Linked DNA regions of Mus musculus: region 2 is linked to region 1. The links are chromatin contacts, called in public Micro-C maps. All regions are on one chromosome and are shown on one strand. Each heading gives the region's core, a stretch centred on a gene start, on an enhancer-like site or on the middle of the called end of the contact. The rest is flanking DNA. Distances are from core to core; before and after follow the strand shown. Region 1 holds the start of Adgrb1 (adhesion G protein-coupled receptor B1). Region 2 overlaps Adgrb1 (adhesion G protein-coupled receptor B1).

Region 1 (5,128 bases), core at 1,829-4,328:
GTGGTTGGGCAAATGCTCCTGGAACCCCTTGATTGTCTTGGCTGCCATTAGCCCTGGATGGCCTCAAGGCATAGAACCTGGAAGGTCTATCACCATCTTTCTCTGGACCCAGGCATGAACAGAGTCCCTTGAGCAGCGAGACCAAGGAGGTTGCAAAATATGGCTTGGCTGATGGCTGGGCTGAGGCAGAGGTATCTGTGAAACACCGGGGGCCACATAAGGAGGCCAATGAGGCTTCCTAGGAGAGTCTCAGAATTCAGAGCCTCGTTGACGAGGGAGCTAAGGCAAACCTGCTCTTAGCATCAGTTCCTCCAACATTCCATCTTGGCATTTTCACAGTGCAGTGGTATTAGAGGGGAGCTAGGTGAGAGTTAGGGTATTGGTGGAGGGCGGGGCGGAGCTGGCGGAGGGGAGGGCCTTGCATCTGCTGAGTTTTAGAATGGAAGCACTCTGCCCTAACTGCAAAGCTTACTGGAGGTGTTATTATTGCTCCAGTGCATAATGAGATCATTATAGAATCATGGCTCAGGCCGACTAGCGTCAGAGTTTAGGTTGGAGTAGAGTTTCTGGTTGGTGAGTTCAATGTCATGGCTGAGTTTAACTGTGGCCATATTCTGTTTTCTGACGCTAAGAAGGCACCAAGCTAAGAGTCTCATTCTCTCTGGTTTTATGAGACTCGTGGTTGGGATCCAGCCACTTGGGGCTTGCTCAGTAGATCACTCAAGGCTTCTCAGCAAGGACCGTATACTTGAAAGGAAACAGATTTGGGTATAGAATGGTGCCTGGTGGATCTAGGCTAGTGTGGGTATTGGGAGAAAAGCTACTGGCTGTAAACTACAGCTATTGGTGGCAAACACCCTGGCTTAAAGTTGTAGGATCCTGAAACAATTTGGCTGGAGGAATTGTTTCAAGTTACTTGTGTCTGGTGGAGGGGGCTCACAGGGGGACCAGGACAACTGAGGCTGTGGTTGACTTGGCATGTGGCTGCTTCAGGGTGGCATTCCCTGCCTCTGACATTGCTCTCGTCTGCAAAGATAGAAGGGGATCCCATTGAGGTCTTACCTTGCACCGTCTGGACTCTGAATCAGAAACTTGGGTGAGGGAAAATTGCAGAGAGCAGCAGTCAGAGGGGCAAGAATGAGTTCCCACACAGGGAGAGGAACGGTTAGCCCCTTATCCTCAGAAGGATATCCCCTTTTTGCCCTGATATCCCAGGCCAAGCAGGTCTCAGCCTTGCCCCAAGAGCCTCCAGGTCAGATCCCCAGATCCCTGCCAGGGATTTCTGCTGTCTTCTCTTATCAGCAAGAAACAAGTGTGGAAAGTGCTTGGATCCTGACTCAGCCTCGCTGCTGCTCAGCTGTCTCTTGGCCTGATATCAGAGGCCCCCTGGTGACCACAGGCTGTTACTGCAGCTAAAAAAGGCCAAAGCAGGGCTAACTAAACTCCAGGGGCTGGAAGATTCAGAGGCCCAGCAGGAGCAGATGAGGGTCGTGAGAGGTCTCCTGGGAGGTATGCCGCCTCCTTTCTGGGATTTCAAATACCTTGGGAAGAATGGCATTTCTCAAGAAGCCTAAGTGAACAGGGTACTGACGAATAGGATGGTCTGGGCTTTAGTGTGGTCCTGCTCTCGGTCCCTCAGGACACCCTTGCAAGGTGAGGCCTTGCAGGAGTAACTGGTATGCAGAGTACCACGTTCAGTGCCTGGGTATCTAATTGGCTTGAGGTGCTTCCCAACACACACACACACACACACACACACACACACACACACACAGAGAGAGAGAGAGAGAGAGAGAGAGGTGTAGGTTGACTGTGATGTTGATGGAACTGATAAGATGTTTTAGTGGGAGTTACAGGACAGCAGTGTGGGTCCTGACACCTGGCAGGGAGAGTGCTGACAGTGGCTGTGAGTTTGTATTGTTGTTGACAGTGGCCTCCGAAGAGAGATGCAAACATCCGGACCCCATGTGTCCTTGGGTAGCAATGGTACTGCCACTGGTCTGCTAAAGTGTGCAAAGTAGTGGGCCCTGTACAAAAGGTTTTGAGTTCAGGGCAAATCACAAATTGTGAAACAGGAGCAAGGGGTCTGATGCAGAAGCATCTTGGTGGAAAAGAACACAAGGCAACTTTTCTGAGGCCAGGGTTTCCAGGACTCTTGTTGTCAGCCTAGACCTAGAGTGTCAAATCTTTTGACATTGAAACATGGCATTGTGGCCTACATATGTGTTGGGTCACATCCATTGTTGTCCTGGGATGTATGGGTGAACATACCTTATAGAGAGAGGCACCCCTTTGGGTCCCTAACAGAGGAGGAACCAGGGATCTTATGATGGAAGACAAAGCAACTGAGGTCTCTCTCCACCCATGGATGGAAACTGGCAGGCAGGGACACTTTAAAACCCACCCCCCTTTGACTCTGTCCCTGGCGGGCTCCCCTCCTCTCAGCATCACAGGACAGAAAGTCTAGACCGGTCAGGCCCAAATGAAGTGGTTCAGTGCCCCACCCCTGCTCTCCCTGGAAGGGCCCCAGTCCCTGCCTCTGACTCCATCTCTTTACCCATCACTCATCCAACCCACCCACCCACTCATCCACCTATGCATGCATCATCCTTCCATCTGCGTGGCCCACCCATCTATGTAGCCCTCCCCATGGTGCCACCCACCAAATCCACTTTCTTCCAGTCCTGCTCACCCTCACCCGCCTCCGCAATTCCACCGACCCTGACCCTGATGGCTACCTGTCCATCCATCAACCCTCCCGACAGCCTCTACCTACATTCACCTGCCTCCACCACCCACACACCTATTGGTCTGTGCACAGCCCTTAACTCCTCTTCTCCAACCATCCGTTTGTTGGTCCACCACTTGTCACCCAGATGCAGCCACTCCCCTGCTCCTGGAGGAGAGCACAGTCCCAACTCTTGGCTTTCCTGCTGCGTGGGGCAGGAGTCGGCTGTCTTAGGTGCGCTCGCCTGAGCGTCGCACTCCTTCTCCGTGATCCCGCTCCCCTCCTCCCAACCCGCCCCCCGCTCGCGCTCCCCCTCTAATGTGTGATCTGGAAGCTCTATAAAGCCTGATGTAATCCGTAATGCAGTCTCTGGCTCCCGATTCGGGATCCAGTTTCAGAGAGCGAGAGATTGGGGAGCGCCGGCAGCCGGGCGGGGGAGCAGCTTGCCTCTCTCCTCCTCCTTCTCCGCGTCCTCGGCCTCCTCCTCCTTCTGCCCGCGCCGCCCCGCCCCCGGCTCCGCTCCGCTCCCCCCCCCCCGCCCCCAGGAAGGGAAAAAAGGCGAGAAGAGCCGGGCAGGCGAGAGGACCGGAGCGGCGGCGCGGCCGGAGAGGGAGCGGCGGGCGCAGGCGGTGGTGGCGGCGGCGGCGGCGGGCGCGGCGTTGGCGGCGGCCCCGGCAGAGCGAGCTGAGCGGGCGAGCCGGCGGCACAGGCGTCCGCGCCGCGTCCTGGCCAGCCTCCGGGCCCGCGCGCCCAGCACAGCCCGCAGCCAGGGCATCCGGACCCTTCTGGCGCCCGGGGGGCTCCGCCAGGCAGGGGGTGGGGAGGAGCCTGAGAGCGCCCGCGGGTGCGCTCTTGGGAACGTCTCGGCGGGGCCCAAAGCGAGTCGGGGGCGGCAGCGACAGTAGCCCCAGCTCGGATCGGGCGCGCGGCTCGGCCGCTGGCGACGCGGTGCGCTCCGGGGGCTTTGCAAGTCGCTGGATCAAGTCCTTGCTCGCCCGTGGGGCCTCTGCTGCTGGGGAAGGTAAGAACGGCTCCGAAGGGGGTGGGGGCGCGGCGAAAGGGGGCGTCTCGCTCTGGGAGGGGGTCGGAGGAGGGATGGCCTCCCGGACTTCCTAACTTCGCCGTTTGGAGCTTCGCAGCTCTCAGGATTAGGCTTGGAGCTCGGGAGTTTGAAAGCCCCCCCCCAAGCCCCATTTCCCCAGCCCCCTTCCTCTTCTAGCGGCGGCAATGGAATCTGGCAGGTCCCTGCGATCCCGCATTGGGCGGGCTGAGGAGGGGGCGCCCTGGACGTGGGAGAGGCTTCTTGGTGCTCCTCACCTCCCCCTCATCCTTACCAGGCAGAGCCGGGCCAACCTGGCAGGCTCAGTCAGAGAAGCACCCCCTGCTCTATTACCCCCACAGACCCAGGGCGCGCTGGGGAAGGCGTTCCCGTGGTGTTCCGACACAGAGATGCTAGCAGGGGTCTGAGGGAGCCCCACCTGGCTCCCTATGCTGGCCCAAGGAGGCTCGCGAGAGACAACCCGGTGTGTCCCCCATTCCCTGATCTTACCCAGAGCCCGTTACATATATTATAGGGCCCGGCTGCATCTCATCCCCACCCCCAGCACAGAGCTGGAGGCGGGCAGAAAAGCCCCCAGACTTCCCGTCACAGCTCTCACCTACAGACCCGACAATGGCAGAGGAGACCCCCGGAGGCTTATCTCCAAATTCGGAAAAAAGGGCTGTCCTCGCGCCCCCACCATCACAACTGACACGCGCATACGCCCTAGCTCATTCCTTCCCGGTGTTCTTTCCTGTTCGGTTGGACAGGCGGCGCAGATAGGCTGCCCTGAACTTTGGGTCGGCCCGCTGCCCTCTCCGACCGAAGCAGCGGAGCTGGGCACCGAGCACTCCCGGTTGCGTTTCTCCAGTGGGCAGAGGCCACCAGCCTCCGCTGCCGCTGCGCTCTTTCGGAGCTGCGTGCCGTTGCCTCTAGGAATGAGCATGGCCCCCGCCCCCTCCTGAAATTCTGAGGGCTCGGGATCCGGCCCGGAGCCCTTTGCTCTGGTCCTCTGTGCAGCCTAAGCAGAACAGAAATTATCCCTGCCCCCGGGGAGGTGGGCAGCTGAATGGAGAATCGCAGCGAAGCTAGGTGGCTTGAGGGTTGGTCGGAGGCTGCGGCTCTGTGCTTGGGTCCCTCCGCCTGGCCGCGGTGGCTCCTGCTTGGTCACTCCCAGGCAGCCCAGAGGGCTGCACCAGCCTGGCACCCTCTCGGGCCTGTTGGGCACCCTTGCCCTTTCCACTTTTATTTTGGGCTTCCAAGTTTCTCTCGGAGCGCGCGGACTGGGCTAAGACTAGCCCAGCCCTAGTCCACTCCTTCCGCGCCCCTTCCCTCCCTGAAGTCCCCAGTACGTTCCTCTC
Region 2 (5,047 bases), core at 1,383-3,882, 48 kb after region 1:
AGCCAGAGGCATGCCTGGCACACAAGTGTGATCTTTGAAAACCTCTAGGGATGGTGCAGAATCTGGGGTCCTGTTCAGAGCAAGGGGCTTTGGGGGGGAGAGCCCACAATTCCTTTCCTGTTCTCTTTGTACCCTAGGTCCCTCCCAATAGGATCTGAAGTCTTCTCTGGTGGGGATAATATATGTTTGTCCTGGGCTATAACCAGCTATATAGTGATGGCTGTGCAGGGTAACAGGCTGGTACTTGAGTAGTGGTTGTCTCGGTTCCCTGGAGTTGATACTGCGGCTGCCCTTTGGGGACTGGCAAAGTGCTGATGGGACAGGGTCTCAAGGTTCAGAGGCTTTCCTGAGGGCTAAAACTCTGCATTGGAGGACCTTTCCTTTTCCTCTATCTACTCTGTATTCCTGCTCTCGCTGTGGACAAAGAGGGCCCTCAGGTAGAACCTTGGGCCTCAAATCCTGGCATTCATGGGCTGGGAGCCTTGTAGTTTGGTGTGCACTGCATCTCAGAGTGAGCTAACCAGCATAGGGGATGGAGAGGAACCCACAAAGCCCAGAGCAGCGCTACAACCCCTAGGCTAGCCCATAACCTGTCAGGCTTCTCTGGAGTAATTCTTTCTGAGGGGCAGAGGGACCGAGAGGGAGATGCAGATGCTGCAAGTCCTACCTCCCTGGGCCTGACTCACTGGGTTGTTGAGAAGAGGGGGAAGGAAGAAAGGAGTCACTGGAAATTAAGGGAAGGCTTAGACTCCTGACAGCTGAGGCTGCTGTTGGCTGCCAGCATGCATTCCAGTCAGGCACTGAGTTGTGCAGCGCTGCGCTGTGTTGGGAGTCCCTCCTCTCTTTAGAGACAAGGAAACTGAGGCAAGGGGGTAAAAGTAACTGTGCTCCTGCAGGTAGGATGCAGCAGAAGTGTTGTGGAAATCCAGATATCTGGCTAGTCTTTTCGTTCTTAGTATATATGTGCAGTCAGGGCTATGTGTTAGTCAGGGCTGTGCCCAGGGAAGTTGTCTAATGCCACCAGAGAAAGCAACCAGACAAAGAAAACCCACCGCAGGTGTAGATAGGCAGGCCCATTCCTGTCTGTGGATTTTATAGTCTTTGCTGGCACTGCGGAGGGGGCCTGGAAAAGGCCTCAGGCCATCGTTCTGGCTAGGAATGGAAGCTACAGCCTAAAGGCTTCCTGGGTACATAGAGAGGACATCTGGCTGGCCTCCCAAAGCCTTGGGCTGGGAAAGGGTAAAGCCTTCCTGGCCTTGGGTTCAAGAGACCACTCCCACCTGCAACTCTTGTTAGCCCAAATCCTGGGGGGTGCTTCTGGGACTGAGTTCCAAAAAGGTGGCCCCTGGCACTTCCTGTAGGGCAAGCTCAACCCCAGGGCCAGAGGGTGAAAGATGGAAGCTGGCAACTTTCTGTTTAGAGACCTGCCTGGTAGGCCCCGGGGGGTTGGTGGGGGTAGAAAAAGAAGGAGGGGGTGTTTGCTGGAATCCTTCAGATCCTGGTGCATCCAGAACATAGCTAACTAGCACTTTGCTTAACTGAAATGGGGCCAGCGGAGGCCTGGAGGCAGCAGGAGGGGCCAGGGTCAGCGCGCAGAGGGAAGTTTCCAGCAGCTGGCCAGCTCCCTGCAGGGAGGGCTGTGCTAGTCCCGTACTTGGAGCCGCAGATACCCTGGCGGCCGGTCCTGGAGGATGCAGCCGCGCGGCCGCGCGGGATGGAGCCATCCCAAGGTCACCAGCTCCGAAGAGCCCCGGGCTGTGAGGCTGGGGTACTCCGGGACGGCCCCTCGCGCGCCCCCGCGCCAGGGCCTCGGGCTCGCGCGGGCTCGCGGCCGGGCAAGCTGGCGGGCGGGGCGGCCGGGCCCCGGGCCAGCTCCCGCCTCCCTCCCGCCGCTCCCGCGGCTCGCGCTCCCGCGGGCCGCGCTCCGCGTCTCCAGCGCGCGGCGGGCGGTGCAGAGCGCGGCCATGGGCGCCGGGGCGGCGGGTCCTGGCGGCGGGGCGGTCGCGCGGCGGGCGCAGGTGCGGGCCGGGCCGGGCCGGGCGGGCGCGGAGCCCGCGCGCCGCCGCTGACGCTGTCTCCCGTCCCGCCGCCCGCAGACCCTCCTCCTCCGCCCCCCCGCAGCTCGGGCCCTGGTCGTGGCGCGGCTGCCGCACGGTGCCCCTCGATGCCCTCCGGACGCGCTGCCTGTGTGACCGGCTCTCCACCTTCGCCATCTTAGCCCAGCTCAGCGCCGACGCGGTGAGACCCGGGCGGCGGGGGGCTCGGGGCGCGGGACGCGGGCGGGGACATGAGCGCGGGCGGGCGGGAGGCTCAGGGCCAGGCCCGGCTCCCCCCAGGGGTCTCAGCGCCTGGCAGCCACAGTGTCCCGTTGAAGTCCTGGAGATGGTGAGTGGGAGCCTGGTGGGTGGCAGTGTGGAGTTTAGAGACCCTCAGGAAGTGACTGTCAGGTGGGTCCTGTCTCCACTCTCCTTGGAGGCCTTGGGCCTTGGAGACCTTACAACTGGGGCTGGGAAGCAGGCCTGTGGACCCCTTCGCTTTGCTTGCAGAGAACCGAGAAGAGGAGCTCCTTCGCACAGCGCTTCTGCCTGCCCCCGCCCCAGTGGAGCCTGGGCTGCGGAGGTGGCTGTGTCCCCAGGCAGGGTTCTGGGGGTGGCTGAGGCTGCTGGGCCTGGCCCAAGTCCCTAGACAGGCCCCATGGTCTCAGGGGCCTCCTTTTTTTGTTCCTGTGATTCTTGTGGGGGCTGCTGGTTTCTATGGTGACAGCATCTCAGGCCAGCTTGCTGCCTGGGGCTCTGGGTGCTGGCCCAGCCCTCTAAACTGGTGGGCTTTCCTGTCCCTACAGCCTCATGAAGGCCAGGAGAGTGGGGGTAGGGACTGGAGCTGCAGAGTTCTTGGGCCAGACTGGCCCAGGAAGGGAAAGAGACAGGGTCTGAGACCTGGCACCCAGCCCAGCCCAGCACTCTTGTGGAAGAGGCCCCAGGGTTGGAATGAAGGACTCTGGGGAGAGGACTTGGCTCTCCTGGATGTGGGCAGACAGATATTGGCTCTCTGAGAGCCCAAACTCCATGTAGATGCTTGGCCACCCTCTTATTCTCTGAAAGTGAGGAGGGCATACATTGTCAGCTGGGGTCTCATGGACACTCAGAACCAGAGGGACCTCAGTAGCTGCTACCAAACTCTTTGATACCAAACTCTTTGATAGTCATGGAATCTGAGGCCAAGAAGGGCCAGTTCCAGGTCCCATGGTGAGTCTGGGTCCCATGTGCCTTGCAACTGGGCAGATCCTTCAGCAGGACTGACTTGTCTGTGGGCAAGACGAGGGCAATGGCTGGGGCCACCCTAGAAACTCCGTGCAAGAGGTGGGTTCTATATAGATGGCTATTGCATGTTCATGCCAGGACTTCTAGAGGCTGACCTGGGCAGCATAGGTCTAGCCTGGGCTCCTAGGTTGCTGTGCCTCAGAACATGGAAGTAGGACCAGAACAGGGAGAACTGCAGAGGCCATATCCCTACTTCCTTTGTTCCAGCCCAGGATTGGGCTGTAGGAGATCGGAGCTGAAGACCGGGAAAAAAACGGGCTTGCTTCTTACACACGGCACTATCCTGGATCGGCCTTCTGTCTGTTCGAGTCTCAGTTTCCCTTGTAAAAAGGAGGGGGTCCTTTGTCCTTAGGGAGGAGCACTGCTGTTGTGAGCTGGACCCCTGGAGCAGCCATAGCTGGTGTGACGCCCCTGATGCTCGGAGAGAGCAGAGGGTTTGGGTGTGGAGCCTTCACAGGTAGACCTGACCATGATAAGTGCCCGGGACAGGGAGAATGAGGTCACCCTGACGGGGAGGAGCAGATGGACTGTCCCCAGCTCTGCTTTGTGTGGCATGGATGCTCTGGGGGCTTCTGCTTATCAGGTCAGTGGTCACAAAACAGTGTCTCTGCAGGGCGTCCTTTCAGATCTCCCAGTCTCTTGTAGCCCAAACCAGGCAGCAGAAGCTGAGTTCAGAGCCAGGTGGTACCTCCTGGAGCCTTTTCCCTTACTTGTGTGATGCGATAGCAACCTGCCCTCCTAACTGCAGGACTCCCTGGAAAGCAGCCTGTGTTCAGTGCAGGGGCTCAAGCAGGGAGTGGGGGTGGGCAGACGACTATTGTGGGTGTGGCTTCTGTTTACCTCCCACCAGGTCTCCCTTTGGTCTTTCTTTCCTTTCTACCTACCCCTCCTATCTCACCCATATTGGCTTCCGTAGGGGTGAGACCCTACTTAAGATGCTGGAAGGGAGGGACCAGAAAGTGCTCCTGCTAAGGTTTTCCTGACCTTTAGCTAGCTTACTTGGCCCAAGCTGACATTTGAACTCTCAGGGCTGGGGGCTTAGGCAGAACCTGATGGTGCCCTATAGGGAGATTGGAAGACCTGGAAGCAGGCAGGATCCTCTTTCCCCCAAACCAGCATCTAGAAGGAGTTTGTAAAGAGGAGGTTTGGAGTGAGGTCCTGGGGGGTGCACAGGAGTTCACTAGCCTAGCTAGGGGTAGGGGGTGGCAGCTATTCCATTTAGGTGAGAAAGGCACAGGGCTGCCAGGGATGTGCGAGATGTGAGAGAGACATGGAACACAGGACAGGAGAGACAAAGTAGACAGAGTGTGAGGGAGGGCTTAACTTCATACCAAGGAAAGGGAAGACAGGAGAGACAGGGTGGAGACCAGCAGGGGAGACGAGACCCTAGCAGGAATAAACAAGCAAAGGACAACCTGTCCGGCTGCAGAGCGGTGGCCAAAGCTGAGGTAGGTGGCTGCAGAGAGAGACAGGTGTTCCTCTCCCTGGCCGACAGAAAGACTATCTGAACCAGATAGTTGGAAGGTGCCTCAGCCTGGGCAGAGACAATGTACCAGACACAGTGGCTCAGGGGACTCTTATCTAAAGGGCCTGAGGTGGAGGTAGAGTGTGTGGCACCCAAAGCCAGGGTTGCAAACCGGTCAAGGCATGCCATGAGGGAGACAGACCTAGGAGCGGGGAGCTGGCTGGGAGCCAGGGTGTGGGCGCAGATGCTGCTGGGCTGCGGC

Evidence for each region. Hi-C and Micro-C count contacts between places; a contact is called where the count stands out from the background.
Region 2: a Micro-C map of stem cell-derived neurons shows a contact between it and region 1, with 2.5 times the contacts expected there. The contact joins the enhancer-like site here to the promoter of Adgrb1 in region 1. A contact is called at or near these places in 4 of 484 Hi-C or Micro-C datasets (cerebral cortex, embryonic stem cells and stem cell-derived neurons), 6 of 115 datasets of contacts at active chromatin or transcription factors (double positive thymocytes, embryonic stem cells and pancreatic cancer cells) and 3 of 9 other capture datasets (adipose tissue, liver and pancreatic islet).

What each region holds. Positions count from the first base shown.
Region 1 is chr15:74,513,118-74,518,245 of GRCm38.p6, forward strand. Adgrb1 (adhesion G protein-coupled receptor B1) reads left to right here and starts at 3,079. Exons shown (of 31, transcript NM_174991.3): 1 at 3,079-3,749.
Region 2 is chr15:74,561,864-74,566,910 of GRCm38.p6, forward strand. Adgrb1 (adhesion G protein-coupled receptor B1) reads left to right here. Exons shown (of 31, transcript NM_174991.3): 18 at 2,097-2,238. Among named protein-coding and RNA genes, the nearest start is that of Adgrb1, 48 kb to the left of the region's middle. Within about 2 kb of position 2,633, at least 129 of the 459 cell types and tissues checked have an H3K27ac peak or open chromatin away from gene starts, as enhancers often do. A contact at or near this core is called in cerebral cortex and stem cell-derived neurons, where this site is marked.